Linked DNA regions of Mus musculus: region 1 is linked to region 2. Evidence: chromatin contacts called from public HiChIP or PLAC-seq data. All regions are on one chromosome and are shown on one strand. Each heading gives the region's core, a stretch centred on a gene start, on an enhancer-like site or on the middle of the called end of the contact. The rest is flanking DNA. Distances are from core to core; before and after follow the strand shown.

Region 1 (3,673 bases), core at 257-2,756, 250 kb before region 2:
AATCTCTGCAAATCTGCTATTTCTTTTGCGCATGGAACCAGGGATGGGACACGAGGATTCTTACTGACAAGACAAGCTTTGCACTATGCTGGCCCTCAGGCTTCTAAAGGAAGCCAAGTACCCTCAGCAGCGCTAACTGTAGGCTGGAAGCACCCCATTCCAGGCAGGACACAGCCTCTGAGTTCTTGCCCTCAGCGTGTGTTTGGTAAACCCACTCTGCAGATCAACATGAGAAGGTGACATCCTGTAAAGCACCTGTGCAGTCACAGAGCCTTCGCTAAGAGATGAAGAACTGAAACCTGGGTCTGGCTGGCTGGTCCCGAAGCCTGCAACTGTCAATTTCTTCACCTCCCCACCCCGTCAGAGGCTTCCTGATTCACTTTCCCGTATAGCCTTCCAGAATAAGCGCTTTCCAAATCATACTTGTTATGCAAAACTTCATTTCCCGTTTTATTCTAAAACTGTTTGCTTAGAATGCCAAAAGTTCTCCATGAATTACAGTGTTCTGTAAATCTATTAAAAAAAAAAAAAAAAAGACTTGGTTCTCTAAAGACCCCAGTTGCTTCCCACTCTTGTCCCTTAGGATCCCACCATCTTTGGATATTGTTCCTTTTGTCTGTTTTAGTGGCTTTTTAAAATAATTGACACCTCTTCAACCCTCATCCTTAAGAATTTCTATTTAAGAAGCTTTGTCCCTCTGGACTTTCCCGTGGAGGTAGACGTAAAATGGTCAGGCTCCTCTCTGTTCAGCTCTCTGAGGGCCATTGGTAATGGTGGGAGGCCAAACAATCTTTAAACACTCAGAAAGTGAATAGAAAGCCTCCCCCTTTCAATTGTAAAAAGGAATATTGTAGTGACATCAATTAACTAACCATCATTTGTATTGAACAACAAAAAAGTAGCTAAAATGGTAAAAAATTACCACCCCCAAATCCCAGTAATGTACTGGAATGAATATAAAGGAGATAAATCTTAGCACAATGATGTCATGTTTACCTGGCTTTCAAGTAAGAAGTGCATCAGAACTTGCAGAAAGAGAAAGGGGGAGGGAAGAACGGGAGGAAGAAGAGGAAAAGGAGGAGGAGGAGAGAGAGGAGGAAGAGAAAGAGAAGGAGGAAGAGAAAAAGGCGGAGAAGGAAGAGAAAGAGCAGGAGGAAGAGAAAGAGGAGGAGGAAGAGAAAGAGGAGGAAGAGAAAGAGGAGGATGAAGAGGAGGAGGAAGGAGAAGGAGAAGGAGAAGAAGAGGCAGCAGCAGCAGCAATTACAAGAAAAGAAAGAAAAAGCCCAAATATGACAATAATTTGCTAACTACATCTTCTGTCATATTTTTAAGGCTAGGTCACAGGTCTATAACAAATAAAGAATAAAATCTTGCTTTGACCACAGAAACGTTAAAGAGTTTTAAAGCTTACATCAACAGAGATTTGCTAGGCACCCTTAGGTGAACTCATCCCTGGGGCATGCATCCCAAGTAGACAGCCTGCCCAGAGGTCTGAGATGTCTTCATTGAGCTGAGCCAGAGGGTCTCTAATTGGGGACAGCTGTGGCCACAGCCCTAATTAGCCAGGCCTGTTGAACACTCATCCGAAGCTGTTGGCAACCTGGCCAGGACTTCATCCAGCGTGTTGTCATGGCGTGTTGCCTTTACACCTTGGCAGCATGACATTGATCTGTTAGGACTCTTTTATTCCTGTGTCCTCACTGAGGGGTTCTCGCATTTCAGTGAGCACAGCATAAGAGAGAGCTCTTTGGCCCTTGTGGCATGAGGTATGTATGACAGATGGGCAACCACGCAGTCTAAAGCATTTTTCATTTTTATCATAGCAATTTCAAGTATTCCACTTTCTTTTATTTTCCCATAAATCATCAAGGTTGCTGAGAAAATGCAGGAATTGTGCAGATCTCCTTTGCTCCCAGATTCTCTTTTGTGTTTGAAGTGAGTACAGAAATGATCTATCACGTGTTATAGTCCAGAATTCTTGGGGAAAAATATTATTAAATCCTTTAATTCAATCTTGAGGACATTTTTTTTAACCATAAAATATGAAGTTTTGCAAAGAATGGTTTTCATGCTTGGTCATTAAAAGCAAGGGCTCTAGGGTCCGGTTTGTATGTTCAGTTCGGGGATCGGGAGGGATGAGGCTTCAGAGTGGCAGCTGTGTGATGACAAGCAAGTTGCTCTTTTTCTCGGTTGCCATTTCTTCATCTTGGTATAAGGATAGTAACACTCCAGCCCAGAGATTTGTTATGTAACAAGAGGCAATGAGTATAAAGCTTAGACCTGAGCCTGGCACATAACAGATGTTCAATAAGCTATTACCATTCTAAGGGGATTTATTGTTGAAAGTACAAAGAGGAACTTATTTAACACCATTTCTTTTGCTTTGAAGTTGCTTTGAGGAATACTGTAATAGTATCTTCATGCATTTATTCTAAGTGAACTACTGGATGTTTTGAGCAGTTCTAGTTGTGAGGTGAGTTGTTCAGTACATACCTATAATCCCGGGTTGGCAACGCAGGAGGCTCGTGGCTTCAAGCTATAGAGAAGAGAAGGCTGGGTAATTGCAACAAGCATAACAACACCAATTTTAAGTATGAAAATTGCTCTTATCTGTAAATTCACATGCATTTTTTCCCATGGAGAAACGGCCAGTGTTATAAATCTCTTGTAGATGGAGATGTGATTCGACTTTTATAGTTCATTATAATAATTTAAAAATTATTGTAGCTGCTATGAAGTGAAATTTATATGACCTTTACTGATTCTCAGTTTACTGTCCCCTTCCCCTCTTTTTCCATCTCCTTCAAGCCTGGCACATGTGGCTTCATGGAAAAAATTGTGCTAAGTTCAGTAGTAGTCATCAGAAACTGCACACATGAAAGATCAAGCTGCAATTTCTTCACCAGCAGGTGGAAATGGCGAGCATCTACCTGTGTGATATCTAAACCAGGACTGCACAGAGGAGATGGAGTTGGATGCAAATGATACACTCAGGGATATGTGAGAGCACGGTTCATTTCAGGAGGTAGGAATAGATGCAAGCCACGTAGAGAGGACTCAGCTGATGGAATGGAATATCAGAGACCTGAAGGCAGAGGGATGGGAGTGACATGTAGGTGCTTCTGTAGCATGGAAGATGGCTTGGACACAGTGAGCAGATTCTGAGAGATGCTGAGTTAGGCATCTGTGAAAGGCGCAGGACAAAGGTCTTAGCTGACACAGGTCAACACACTCTAATAGCGATAACCACATATGGGAAGTTCAGAGGAACACAATGAATGCAGAGTCAAAACACTACACTTCATAATCTCCCACTTGGCTTTACATTTTAGTAGTGTTGTATATGACAGTGTCCTCTCACAAAATCTTGCCAAAGAGGGCCTTAACCACACATGTGTAGACCTACCTGAGGTGGATATCTATTGTCTGTCATCATCTCTTTCTACTCTATGGTTTGAAACAGGGTCTTAGTGAAGGGGAAGATCCCCAGTTTGTCTTGTCTAGCTGGCCACATAGTCAACTGTCTCCACCTCTCAGGCACTGGGATTAGAAGCATGTACTACTGTGCCTGGCTTTTTATACCTGTGTTCCCAACTCAATGTTCCCATTCTTGTGTGGTGGGTGCTATACTGACTATTGATTTCTCCAGTTTCCAGGCTTAGGTTTTCAGCCA
Region 2 (3,767 bases), core at 472-2,971:
ACTTAAACTGAATATATGGAGAAAAAAAATCGTGTCCCAATTTTACAAAAGACTGTGTAAAATGGTAGTAAGAGAAGCAGGGTGTTTGTTTGATTATTTGTTTGTTTGTTTGTTTTGCTTTGTTTTTTTTTTTTGTAAAATTTACTTTAATATAGTAGTTCATATCACCTAAATAGCACCCTATAGTGCACTTGACATTGAGAAAGCATCTGAAGTCAGACATTTATTGTATGAAGTCAAAGGCAAGAGGAAGGGCTCGTGGTTAGGAGCAAAGGTGAGGGACATGGGGGGTGGTGTGTGTGCCATGAACAGAATCAGAAGAATGCAGACAAAATAGTCACCAGGAAGTCATGAGTATAGGACAGAGAAAGGCTTAGAAGTCACAGTTGTGCATATTGGGGTCAGAGAGGAGCCTGCATTGCCCACCCCTCCTGGTAACTATAGCAACTGTCCTGAAACTGAGACTAATGGAGCAAACACAGCAGAGAACAGACAGAAGCTCAAGATGGGTGAAGTATTCCCAAGATGTCCAAACTCTGAAATGTGAGTTTAGGTCTAGATACATTCCATCTTCAAGTCCTGAACAGTCAGGATTTATTGAAATAATTTCATTTTAATTGTTAATTTTTAATTACATTTTAATTTTCAGTATAGGATCAAAGAATGCTACAAAGAAATATCCACTGAGGTTTCATGGAAACCTTACCCACCCCCACCCCCCACACCAGGGATTCTGGATGGGATTTTTTTTTTCTGTAAACAAATGACTTCATTTCTGGGTCTTTATAGAGAACATTAGGAATGCATGAGGAGACTGAGAGATGAACACATATTTTTATGATGTTTTCAAAAGTAGTGGAAAGATCATTTCTGAAACCTATTATTCGATAAGTTTGTGGTGGGTTTCTTAGTAAATTCTTAAAATGGTTTTTCTGTTTGGCCTCCTTTTGCAACGCTGGGCATCAGTCCCCAGGTTATATGCTAGGAAGAGCTTTAACCCTTAGCCATATCGCTTGCCCTTGGTTATTTGAGAGAGTGTCTTACTATGTAACACAGAATGGCCTCCAATTCTCAATCCACTTACCAGAATGAGCAAGCTGGAATACCTATTTATTTATGTCTTTGGGAGAATTTCTTGTTTTTAAAATAATTAAATTGATTTTTAAGTTAACATAATAAAACTAATGGGCTTCACCATGACATTTCAGTGTGGCTATGTCATAATATTTCATTTGATTTCATTTCCTTCCCTGTCCGTACTCTGGCGGTTTCTCTCCTGGCCCCCCAAAATGCTCTGCTCATTTTTGCTTCCTGTCACCTGTATTCTACTGCCTTGAAATGGAATTTCTTAAGTGATAAATACAACTGACTTGGGCCGGTTCTACATCTGGGTTGCCTCAGGCTGTTTGAAAGTTTCCTCCATTGAGCATCTGTTGACAAATTGGTTTTAACTGTAGTTGAGTTTCTGAGCTAATAGCCTGTACCATGAGGTTAATGAATTGGAATCAGAACAGAAGGTGTTCCTTGTTGTTGGAAGACGAGAGCAAACCTACCAAGACGGATTGCAATTCTTTTAAAAGACTTGTACTGTGGAAGTTCAGGATGAGAAAAATGTGTTTTTAATAGCAATAATTGTGAAAAAGACTGGAATTCTAGTCGACAACTCAGTATGATTCATACGTGGGAAAACACAGGCTAAGTTGGGATGGAATGTGTTTATCACAAGAAAGGATAGAGCCCCACCCCACCCCTGTGTACTGTCAAGTCTACCTGGTGAGTTCGGAATCAGCTTTGTTCCCAATTTTCAGTAGGCACTGGCAAACCATTAGTCATTCATACAAAGATGAGATTATTGGCGGGGGGTGGGGGGGTGGGGGTGGGGGCAGTTTTAAAAAAGGAATGCTGGGACTTCTAGGTTGGTCAGCTTGTCATTCATATAGGAAAACCACGTGTGATCAGAGCTGTGGTTTTCATGAGACAGCAGATATCATTGTAAATTAATTGAAGGAAAATGCATATTAGGCACAAGGGTCAAAGATCACCTTTCAGTCAGTTAATTGATGTGAGTGTTTGAAATATGAGGAGGAAATAGGAAAGGGCAATACAGAGTTGGTACAGAAAGTTTCTAGTTTAATGAAGCAAATAGGCAGTATTTATGGTGTGTGTTAATTTCCAGGAATCCATTTCTCTCTGCTGCATGCCTTCTTAACTGAAAGAAGCCAAGTAACACTTGTCTGTGTAAATCTCTAGGGGAACCAGGTCAGTACAGTACTCAGAATACCAATGCTCTCAAAGCCCTAAAATTGAATTACTTATTGTATTTGGCCAGAAAAGATTTTTTGGCCAATGTGAGAGCCCTTGAGAGATACTCACCTCACATGGATAAAAATGTGCATAAAAGAATGAAAAGAAACACTAAAGAGGCACAAAGACAGCTGGACTAGGATGGAATGGCATAGAGATTTGAACTGATGGAACGGCCTGCAGGTCAAATGCTTTAGAGAACCGTCCTTGAGACAAACATGATGGCCTGAGTGGAAGAGGGGAGACCTATCTTTCAAGCAAGATGACTGTTGTGCCAAGAGACAACACAGGAGTTGTCAGAAGCCAAGTGGCAGACTAATTTAAAATAAATGGTGCAGAGATGGGTTGTAAGGTGAAACAAAGGAAGGTTTTAGTGGGGCAAGCAGGAGGTTTAAGGAACACAAGGGCACGGAAGAGACACCTAAACACAAGGGCACCCTTGCTTTGTTATTTTAAAAAAGTATTTTTATTTAGATTATTTTATTTATTTACATTCCAGTTGTTTTCCCCTTCAGTCCCCCTCCCGTAGGTTCTCATCCCAATCCTCCTCCCCCTTGCCTCCTAGAGAGTGCTCCCTTCCCCACCAGGCCTTCCCTGGGGTCTCAAGTAAACAGATCTCCAACTAAGGCCAGACCAGGCAGACCTCTGCTACATATGGGCCAGGGGCCTTGGACCAGCCAATGTTTGCTCCTGGTTGGTCACTCCGTCTCTGGAAGCTCTCTGGAGTCTGGGTTAGTTGAGATTGCTGGTCTTCCTATGGGGTCATTCTCCTTTTAAGCTCCTTCAATCTTCCCCCTAATTCAACCTTAGGGGTCCCCGACTTCAGTCCAATGATGAAGCAGTTTTGCTTTGAGCATTCTCCCTCCATTGGGAGGAATGAAAGTCAATAAGGAGCTCTGAGAAGGTATGTATAGGTACCAGAAGCTGAAGGGAAAATAAAGAGCTACTTCTAGATTCTATGACTCATACCATAAAAAAATAAATAAATAGAATAGCATAAAAATATATAGAAAAGTTTTAGTAAAGTCCAAGTGTGGCTTGTTTGTGGCTAGTCTCTTGCAATGATAGTGGACATGGGAAAGGAAGAACAGATGTGAAATGCACAGAAGAGTCTGGCCACACAGGGCTTGAGTGTTGGATGAGATAGAGGGACTGATGTTTGGGGATAGGCATGGGTGCATGCCTGTAATCCCAGCACTCCAGAGTTGGAGGCAGGAGGTTCATGAGTTTGGGGCTAGTATGGGCTGCAAAGCAAGACCCTGTTTCAGAAACCTGAAAATTGAAAGCGCATCTTGATTGTATTTTGTCCTCTGGTTATAGAAATTCTAGTGGAAAGTGCACATTTGGGTTGGATCTAGGCATCTTCTAAGGGGTAGCTTATATAGCGAGGTGACTGAGCTTTCTGTCTCTGCTTTGTACAGGCAGGGGAAGAGAAAAAGGGTTGGAAGGATCCTGTTGCACAT

The links. HiChIP or PLAC-seq counts read pairs in DNA pulled down with a chosen protein or histone mark.
Region 1: a contact with region 2 is called in a CTCF HiChIP or PLAC-seq map of the NIH/3T3 cell line, with 8 read pairs. The contact joins two enhancer-like sites. A contact is called at or near these places in 1 of 15 datasets of contacts at CTCF or cohesin (the NIH/3T3 cell line) and 3 of 484 Hi-C or Micro-C datasets (embryonic stem cells and nephron progenitors).

What each region holds. Positions count from the first base shown.
Region 1 is chr8:31,973,829-31,977,501 of GRCm38.p6, reverse strand. It overlaps a transcript of Nrg1 not described here. Among named protein-coding and RNA genes, the nearest start is that of Gm26578, 34 kb to the left of the region's middle. Within about 2 kb of position 1,506, at least 17 of the 459 cell types and tissues checked have an H3K27ac peak or open chromatin away from gene starts, as enhancers often do. A contact at or near this core is called in the NIH/3T3 cell line, where this site is marked.
Region 2 is chr8:31,725,850-31,729,616 of GRCm38.p6, reverse strand. No RefSeq gene overlaps it. Among named protein-coding and RNA genes, the nearest start is that of Nrg1, 190 kb to the left of the region's middle. Within about 2 kb of position 1,721, at least 19 of the 459 cell types and tissues checked have an H3K27ac peak or open chromatin away from gene starts, as enhancers often do. A contact at or near this core is called in the NIH/3T3 cell line, where this site is marked.